Linked DNA regions of Anas platyrhynchos: region 2 is linked to region 1. Evidence: chromatin contacts called from public Hi-C data. All regions are on one chromosome and are shown on one strand. The core of a region is the stretch at or near the end of the contact, and the rest is flanking DNA. Distances in the headings are between cores, read along the strand shown.

Region 1 (4,316 bases), core at 1,340-3,839:
TAAGAAACTAATGCTTTCTCACAGTGAGATCAGCTTTGCCTGAGCTCACGTTGCAGGAGCAGGAGATTTTCTTTCATCCTGCTTGTCTTACTAAAGGAAATACAGACAGACAGAGGAGATGATATCGCAGGGTCCACCTTTATCCCCCTCAAGGGGCATTTGTTGCACAGACAGTCCTACTGAAGGGAAGCAAATCCCAGCATTAATTTTCACCGGGAGGGCTTTGGCCAGCTGGTCAAAGCATCATGATCTGACAGCACTGAGGAGGAGCTCAGCCCCAGACCTGGCTCCATCAGCTGAAGCACCCTGACCTCAAGGTCCCACTGAGTATCTACAGCCAGAGGTATGGAGGCATCCCACCTTCCCACCCCTCTCCCAGAAAGCACTGCCTTCTCCCCAAACTAAGCCATTCTCCATCTCTAGCCCCCTCAGCTCGCAGCATGCTCAGCGCTACTGCGAGCAAACAGTGCAGTCGCTGTGTTTGTAAGGGAGGGAAGGTGGCAGCGTGTCCATGAAATCGGGATCATCACCATTTCCAGCTCTTGTTCCAGTTGGTGCAGCGGAAAACAGCAGTTTGCCCTCCTGTTTTTCATAAACCTCAAGGAGCTGCCAGCCAACATGCTGAGCTGGTGAAATTGATGGCTGACTAGATGAACAAAAGAGCACTTTGGGGACCTCCCCGTCGTCTGTCATTCACTAATGTTGTCCTCCCCTTGACTTCTGTGGGCTTCCCAGGGAGCCAGCTGTTCCCCACACGCAGGTCTGCAGCTATGTTGCGTTTGAGAGCGTGGGCACAGCTGTGAGTGCTGAACCAGAAACAGGTAGAGAACTTGTCCTAGTGCCAGCAGGAGGTAGTGTGGATGACACGTAATCTGGAGGCTTCCCAAAGCATCTAGGCACTTCTGCCTGATGGGGCTTTGGACCCCAAAGCTGTGCCCAGCTGACCACAGGGGTTCTACAAACAAGGCGTTCCTTAAAAAATAAATAAATGAAAATAAAATACCAACAAGCTTTCAGCCCTACTGGGCATATTCATTGTGTAATATTTTCAGAGATCTCTTCTCAAGAAAAGGCAAGTAGAAACTTGCCTCTCTTTATAGTTGCTCCTATTTCTCCAGTCCCATTGAGTCAAGCCAGCCCATTGCCTCTTTGCAGAAGCACACTCTGCCTGTGTCCATACCTGGCCAGGCCCACAAACAGAGGTGGAAGTTGCAACTGGATGAACACATTAGTGTCTAACTGCTTCAAGATAGATCTTAGCTGAGTCCAGTCAGTAAATCTTAGTCCATTTCTGCTCGTCAAGGTTTCAATAGCTTGTTTTGCTTGTACATTTTCCATGCTCCTGCATGGCATATATTTTAGCAGAAGAAAAAAAAGGATGGGTTACACCATATCATCTGCTGAAAACAAAGAAGTTTGGGACATGTAAATCAATGTATTAGCTGGAGAAATGTCACCTCCCTTTTCTGGACTGAAGGCAGAATGTTTAAAAGCAAGTCACACAGCAAAGCTGTGCTTTCCCAGAGTCTGAAATATCCCCTTTCCTGCCACATTTACTGAGCTCTTCCCATATTGGTGCCATTTAAGTAATCTGGCAATCATAATATTTAATGTAAGTAGCCAACATTTCTACATAAGCTTGAGTTGCAATGAGCATTATACTGCACTGGTAGAAAATTCTGTCTGTGTTTGCTGAAATAATGGGGAGAGCCTCCACCAGCGCCTCTGGAAAGTGGAGGAATCAGGCCTTTGCTTCTTCAAATGCTTACATCTCCAAGTGCCTGCATCTGTGATAAAGCCAATGGTGTCTCCAGTTCTGAGAAGGTACTTAAAGTTTCTTTGCTCCTAGCTTGTATTCTTCTTTTTCCCCCTTCTTATCCCCCCACCCCCCCCCCTTTTTTTTTTTTTTTTTTTTTTTTTCCCCTTTTTCTCTTGCATGTTTAGTGCCAAAACAGAAACAGAAACAAGAAAAGGGATAAAAACAGCCCCAAACTGGCATTCAATTATTATAGGAAGTTTTTGTAAATGTGTTTTTAAAGTTTTGGTGTGTGTTCCTTTTACTAAAAAGATTTACTAATCCCCCTGGAATGACAATGATTTGGAAGCTAGCAGTTCAAAGGTATTCAAAGAAATGATTAGCAATCTTAGCCAGCTCTTAGGAAAAAAAAAAAAAAATCTGTTTGGGCCAAATCCTCCTGCTAAAAACTTTCTAGTGACTTATTGTGTCTGCAGCTCAGACACAGCCTGACCTTGGATAGATATTGTATCCACCATTCCTCTCTACAGGAAAGTAATCATTAATCTAGCATAAACATCAATATTTTTGTAAAATATAACCTCCCTCCAGCATCACTTTATGACTTTGTGATTTACAAAGCCTTAAACTTAGTTAAAATGACCACATACATTGTTTATGGCTTAATTTTGTAGCTCTTTGCCCGCAACAACCAGGTGTTATTCACACAGAACTTCTTAACTGTCCTTGGCTCTGCCTCAACAGGGAACACACCCTCTGTAAGGCAGAGATGCAAGAGTAAATATTTGGCAGGGGTAGGTACCTTTCCGACCTGCTCCCTTTCTACATGGTCAAGGCTTTTTGTTTTAGCCAAGTTGTTGTATTCCTCCCAATGAACCTGAACGCTCTGCGGTCTGGCTGACATCAATCTGGCAGTGTCCATGTGAGTGATGTCAGTGTCACTCTCACCTAGAGGAACTGTCCGTAAAAGTGAGCGGTGGCATCAGTTTCCAAACAGACCAAACGCTATGCCTCGTCTTAGAAATAAAGCACTTCTCAAACTGGGAGATGTCAAAGTGCTTATCTTCCAGGGTCTTATGTGGGTTTTGTTTTTGTTTTTAGATGAACTTCAGTCAAAGTATTGGTATACGTGCATGCTGAGTACAAGATCCCCTATGGAAAGGAGTCTTTCCTTCCAGCCTTCCTGAATTTCATGGGAGCTGGTCTCACTTGCATGTACAGAAGAAACCAGCCCAGGATCAACACTTTTATCCTTAACTGGGAAGTTTTCTCTTTTTGAGTCCTAAGGGAGGGAGATAGCCATTCCTTTTCTTGGGGGGAACATATTTCTCTATTCTGCAAAAGGCAGGAACCAAGAGGTGAGCAACGCTTAGGAATCCAAAGCATTATTTTAATGGAAGAAGTGATCAAATTAGCCAAAGAAGCCTAACTGTGACAGATGCCATCTCCACTGATCAGTTTGCAATTTTCTACCACAGAAAGAGCAGAGAGGACAGTGAATACTGACAAAAGAGCATTCCTTTCCAAGCTAACTGCTTTTGAGATGAGTGTCAGCTCCTTACCTTGTAATGAGACATATCTATAAATCCTTTATGCGAGAGGTTAATAGGAGCTGGCAGTCTCTGAATCGTGCGGTTCGTTCAGTGCTACAAGGAAGGAACCACAGGCAGCACATCAGCAGAAATGTGCCTAAGTGCCAGGAGTCAAAACTGGTATCCTCCGCTACGTGATTAGATGGGACTTTTGATATATGCTGGAGCAGAACAGCTGACAGATAGCTATGTGGAGGTGGCAAGATCTTACATATCGTGTCTAAAACTGAGCTATCCTAATAGCTGCATATGTTTTTTAAGAAGTCATAGAAACCTACAGCCAACGACTGTAATGAATTCAGGGTGTAGTTTAATGGAAATCTCAAGAAGGAATGTAATTAGATGAAGTCAATTAGGCTGCTTGGGGATTTCTAGCTGCTGTTGTTGCTATCTGGGAACCCTAATAGGACGATTAGGATTAACTGAAATCAGCCTGATTGATTAGGGCATATAAACCTACATATGCCAAATTCCAGGGGGACAGTGTGCTGGAGCTTGAATCCATCTGGAGCTATGAGTCAGGAGGATGAGTTTACTCTGCCGGCCTTGGAGAAAGCGACAGATCAAGACTAGATACATGCAATATAAGCAAAGCCAAGCAGTGACACAAAAAGGCTGCTAGGGAAAGGACTGATTTTATCTGTTGTGGCACTGTGTGTGAAGGCCATCCAGTCTATCCTGGGGAAGTGAGACTAATACTAAGCAGATACTGGCCTTAAATAATAATAATAAAAAAAGCTATGTGTCTACTACATCTTCTTTGTACTGCTTTTGAGGTTCAAGTCCTTACTCAGTAGGGCTGTGAAATTTCCCAGCATGTTGGGATCTTGTTATTTTTGCAGTTTTGTTAGTTTCAGAGCCAAATTTGCACGTGAATTTAAAAGTGCATGAAAAAAACTGTCAGCGAGTAAATCCTGATGTTTCCGTGTCACGGTGTCAAGCACATAAATGCTTATTTGCATACATTT
Region 2 (4,565 bases), core at 1,499-3,998, 310 kb after region 1:
AGACGTAAGGCCAGTAATTATGTTTTCATTTTCACTTGTTTTACTTTGATTTTGCATGAAAAGCAACTTTTTAAAGTTCCAGAGAGCATCTGTGATGCTGTCGCAGCCCATCAAGTCTCAGCTAAACTAGTCCACCATTGAGGATCCTGTTGATAATATTGTTGAATACTGTTGATAATATTGCAATAATTGGTTACAAAGGAAATGGATTTCTACTCTGGATGTGGAAAGAAAGCACAGAAAAACAGAGCCAAGACAGATGAGCTCCTCCAGCCAGCCAGCAAGGGACCACATGCCTAAAGATGCACAGAATTTATTTAGAAAATCCAGACTTGGCCTGGTGAAAAACAGGAGCATTAATCCCTATATGCTCACGTCATGAAAAATATTGCCATTAATAGGACAAAAGCACAAGCAGCAGCCACTGCCCCTCTCTTTTGTAAACGTCTTCAGGGATGAAGAGTTTCACTATGCCTACCTCCACTGCTAGCATACTGGGCTTTCCAACCCATTTCTAGAGCAATTTCCTTAGCATCTGGTGCACATCCAATCTAAATTTTGAAAAAGCAGCCGACCCAACCTGCTCCCACTTAAGTCAATGACAAAACTCCCATTGACTTCAAGGAGAGCACAAGCAGACGGGTTGTTAACAGGGAATTGGTGCCTATTGTTCACCGGAGCATGTCGGGCTAGCATGTATCAACTCCACGAGCATCAAAGGGAGTTACTAGAGGAAATCCCCTGAATATTTATGCGATAGTCAGAGGGGAGGGCTGTTTTTCCCTTTCCCACGTATCTCTACCGAGATACGCTAGCTATGGGAACACACACGATCTTCTCGCAACTGGAGCAATGCATACAGGGCCCCGGGTTTCCCTGCAGAGCCTCTTCTGTGGAAGTAGCCCGATGGAAAAAGAGCTTGGCGGCGTATCACGGTTCTTCACGCGTTTCCAGAAATACCACGTCATTTTCAAGAGCCGTTGTAGTGTCAGGGGATTCTCACTGTGACACTCCAGCCTGCGTGTATCATCTGTCCAAACTGGCTTTGCGAGTGCTAAAGGGGAACCAGTTACAGACTGGGGTTTCCCAGAGATTTCCAGCGAGATCACACAAGCTTCTAGGAGGGTTTCTGCGCAAACAGCACAGTGCAACGTTACAGTGTGCCTACTTTCACAAAGATTTTAATTAAATAGGATCAGCAAGGTTTGAATCTGCATGCTCACCATGACTTAAAGATGGTGAGGGTTTTTTTAGACAGCACGTTGAGTCTGTCCATATTATAAGGACTCTGGGAAAGAGATAAAGTGTAACCATACCAAATGCTTTAGGGCCCATTTATATTTCCACCTCATGAGAGCCAGCGATGGCAGAGAGTGGAGTTTCACAGAATAAAAGCAATGACGGCAGCATAATTGGGATCCTCCAGCCTGTAGCTAATGGAAATAAGTCTTCCCATCATATTGTCATCATGTAGCATGCAAATCTACGCCTCAGTCAGACAAAGATTTACACCATGCACCTAGTTTTCGCGCCTGGAGGATCCCAACTGCCATCAGTGGCACTGGTAATGTGGGACAAAGTAAGCAAAACAAGAGTCTGAATATTTGTAAGCACAGCCTCAAAACATATGTTTTTAAGGGGTGAGAGAGAATGAAAGTGCGCTTCATTATACTCTTCAGACGATCCAGCCTCACTGCTCATTCACGTTCTGGGTTTGACAGCTTCCCACCGTACCCTTCCTATATCACCCGTTGTGACTAAGCACTGAGGGGATCATTAATCACCATTATGAATTTCTCCCCTTCTGCCGGGCTTGAGTTAAAAGCCCAGGGGCAGATCCTGCAGCCTTTACTCCTTCCTGCAGCCCTTTCCCCAGCGGGCAGACCTACTTCACTCACCACGAGCTGGGAGCATCGCAGCAGCTGTAGGGCCGGGCGCGGTGTGTCTCATACCGGCGTCCCGTAGAAATATGCACGGGTTGTTCAGGAATTAACAGAAAGTTTGCGCACCGCGGTATTGAATTAAAAGGTTGGGCTCTGCCACGGGACGACTTAAGCCGGGCTCTGGGGGACGCGCCTGTTAATTTTAATGCTGCCTCAGAGTGCAGAACTCCGGACATTCGCAGCATCATATTTAAAACATGGTACATCGGCTAATACGTGATCCCGCGCGTTAATGGAGCAAATTAAGTTACAGGTATGAATTTTACATAAAACGGATTAATATTATATGCCATGGAGGAATTTTAAATACCCCATCCCCATGCATTTTTAATCGTTATGCGCTCTAATTTAACGTTCCCAGGCGCTGCTTTGCTCGGCTCCCTAACCCCCCCTCAAGTTTTCCTTGGGATTTTCCCTGCTGGCATCCCCCAATACCCGCGCTAGGACGATGCGGGGCAGCGAGGGGGGGACACAAAAAACGCCCCCGGGGGAGGCAGGGCAGCGCTGCCCCCTGCTCCCCACGGCGGGGCACGGCTCCGGGGGCCGCTGCGAGGCGGGGGCCGCCCGCATTCCCCGGACCTTCCTCCCCCGGACCGCCCCCCCCCCCTCCTTTCGTCCTCCTCCTCCTCCTCCTCTCCTCCTCCTCCTCGGGGCCCGGCCCCCTCCAGCAGCGCCCCCGCCCCCCCTGGCCCGCCGCCATTGGCCAGCGCCGCGTTCCACGGGGGGCCTGGGCGCTCTGATTGGCTGCGACGCGCCGCCGCGGAGCCCCCCCCGCCCGCCGGTCCCATATAGCGGGCGGCGCGGCCGGCAGCGGCGGCACAGGCGGCGGGGGCCGTGCTGAGAGCGGCCGGGCAGGGCAGCAGCGGGACGGGAGGAGCCCGGTGCGCGGAGAGGGGCGGGCGGTGGTCGCAGCAGGAGGGGGGCGTCCCGCTGTCCCCCCCTCCGTCGTTCCGTCCCCGCGGCAGCATGAAAGCCGTGAGTCCCGGCCGGCCCCCCAGCAGCCGCAAGGCGCAGCCCGGGGGGGCGGGCGGCGGCGGCCCCCCGGCCCTGCGGTGCCTGGCCGAGCACAGCGGCTGCAAGGGGGGCGAGGAGCCGGCGGCGCTGTGCCTGCAGTGCGATATGAACGACTGCTACAGCCGCCTCAGGAAGCTGGTGCCCACCATCCCGCCCAACAAGCGGGTCAGCAAAGTGGAGATCCTGCAGCATGTCATCGACTACATCCTCGACCTGCAGCTGGCTCTGGAGACGCACCCGGCGCTGCTCCGGCAGCAGCAGCAGCAGCACCCGGCCGGCTGCCCCGCGGCCACCCCCCGGACCCCGCTGACGGCCCTCAACACCGACCCGGTAAGAGGTGCGTGCCACGCCGGGCCGCGGTGGTCGCCGCCGTCTGGGCACCCCTCCGAGCCCGGCTGCAGCCCCCGGGGTGGGCGCGGAGCCCCCCGTCGGGGCGCGGTGGGCGCCTCCAGCCCCCCGGCAGCCGCCCGGTGCTCCCGGTGTAATTGCAGCCTCTCGAGGGAGCCGCCGCAATCAGCGTGTTTGCACACACGGCTCCCGGCGCTGCTCCTAGCGCTTCCCGGCCCTCCGCCGAGCACGGCGGATTTGGGGGCTCCGGCACCCGAACCGCCCCGGTGCGGCGTTTTTTGGGGGGCAGCGGGGGGACGGGGAGCATCTCCTGCCGGTGGCACGGGGAGCGGCGTGTCTCGGGGACTGGGTGGCGGTGCGTGTGGGGGTCTCTCTCCCCTTCCTGTTCCTCCCCCCCCCGTAACTCGGCGCCGTCTCGTTGCTGTGCAGGCTGGCTCTGTTAACAAGCCGGGGGACAGCATCCTCTGCCGCTGACCGCCGCTCCCCAGGTGAGTGCCGGGTCGCCGGGAGCCCCCCCCCAGCCCGGTGGTCGCGAGGGGGGGGGTTGAGCGCGGCCGCAAGCATTCGCAGCAGGCTCCGGGGGGTTAGCTTTAATTACCGGGCGGTTATTTTATTCCTTTTAATTACCGTTTTTCCAACACCCCCTCATCTCCCCCCTCCCTTTTTCACCCCCCCCCCCCACCTCCCTGCCCGGAGCGCTTCTGGCTGCGGCGTGCAGCTGCGCATCCCTCCGCCTGGCCCAGCCTGGGAGCCGCGCTTGTTGTTTGACCTGGTTTGTTTTGGGTTGTTGATCAAGCATGTCTTGTGTTTTGTCGGTGGCGCCAGTCGGTCTGGAGCGGAGCGGTTCACACACCCCCTCTATTCATTCCTCTCCCACAGGTGTGCGGCGGCGCCGCGCAGAGGCACCGCGGGGGGCGGGCGGCGGGGAAGGGGGGGGCCCGGCGGAAAAAAAAGAAAAAGAGCGAGCCGACCCCCCCGTGCTCCGCCCGGCAGAGCCAGCCGCCCCCCGGAGCGGTTTTTTCCCCCCCCTAGCCCCCCACCCGCCGCCTCTTCTCTCCGCCCGGCAGCAGGATGCGAGCGGCGGGGGCAGCGGGGTGCCGGACCCCCCAGCGGCAAAAGTTGCGCCCCTGCCCCGGGACAGAGGAGCGAGCTCCAGCCGAGCCCCTAGGAGCGTAACTGAGGGAGCCAGCAGCCGATCCTTGAAGCTTTACTAATCTACCAGAGCATTTGTAGATATATTTGACATCTATTGTTTCAAAT

What was found. A called contact is a pair of places that touch in the nucleus more often than the background predicts.
Region 2: a Hi-C map of small yellow follicle shows a contact between it and region 1, with 4 times the contacts expected there. The contact joins the promoter of ID4 here to the enhancer-like site in region 1. A contact is called at or near these places in 2 of 8 Hi-C or Micro-C datasets (small yellow follicle and subcutaneous adipose tissue).

Annotation. Positions count from the first base shown.
Region 1 is chr2:108,679,107-108,683,422 of IASCAAS_PekinDuck_T2T, forward strand. All of the region lies in intron 5 of LOC113842709 (a long non-coding RNA gene), which reads left to right. The region is part of intron 2 of LOC140001558 (a long non-coding RNA gene); the gene reads right to left. Among named protein-coding and RNA genes, the nearest start is that of RNF144B, 260 kb to the left of the region's middle. Within about 2 kb of position 2,590, at least 3 of the 8 cell types and tissues checked have an H3K27ac peak or open chromatin away from gene starts, as enhancers often do. A contact at or near this core is called in small yellow follicle, where this site is marked.
Region 2 is chr2:108,993,002-108,997,566 of IASCAAS_PekinDuck_T2T, forward strand. ID4 (inhibitor of DNA binding 4) reads left to right here and starts at 2,749. Exons shown (of 3, transcript XM_038175193.2): 1 at 2,749-3,287; 2 at 3,735-3,793; 3 at 4,185-4,565. The coding sequence starts at 2,910. The coding sequence ends at 3,779.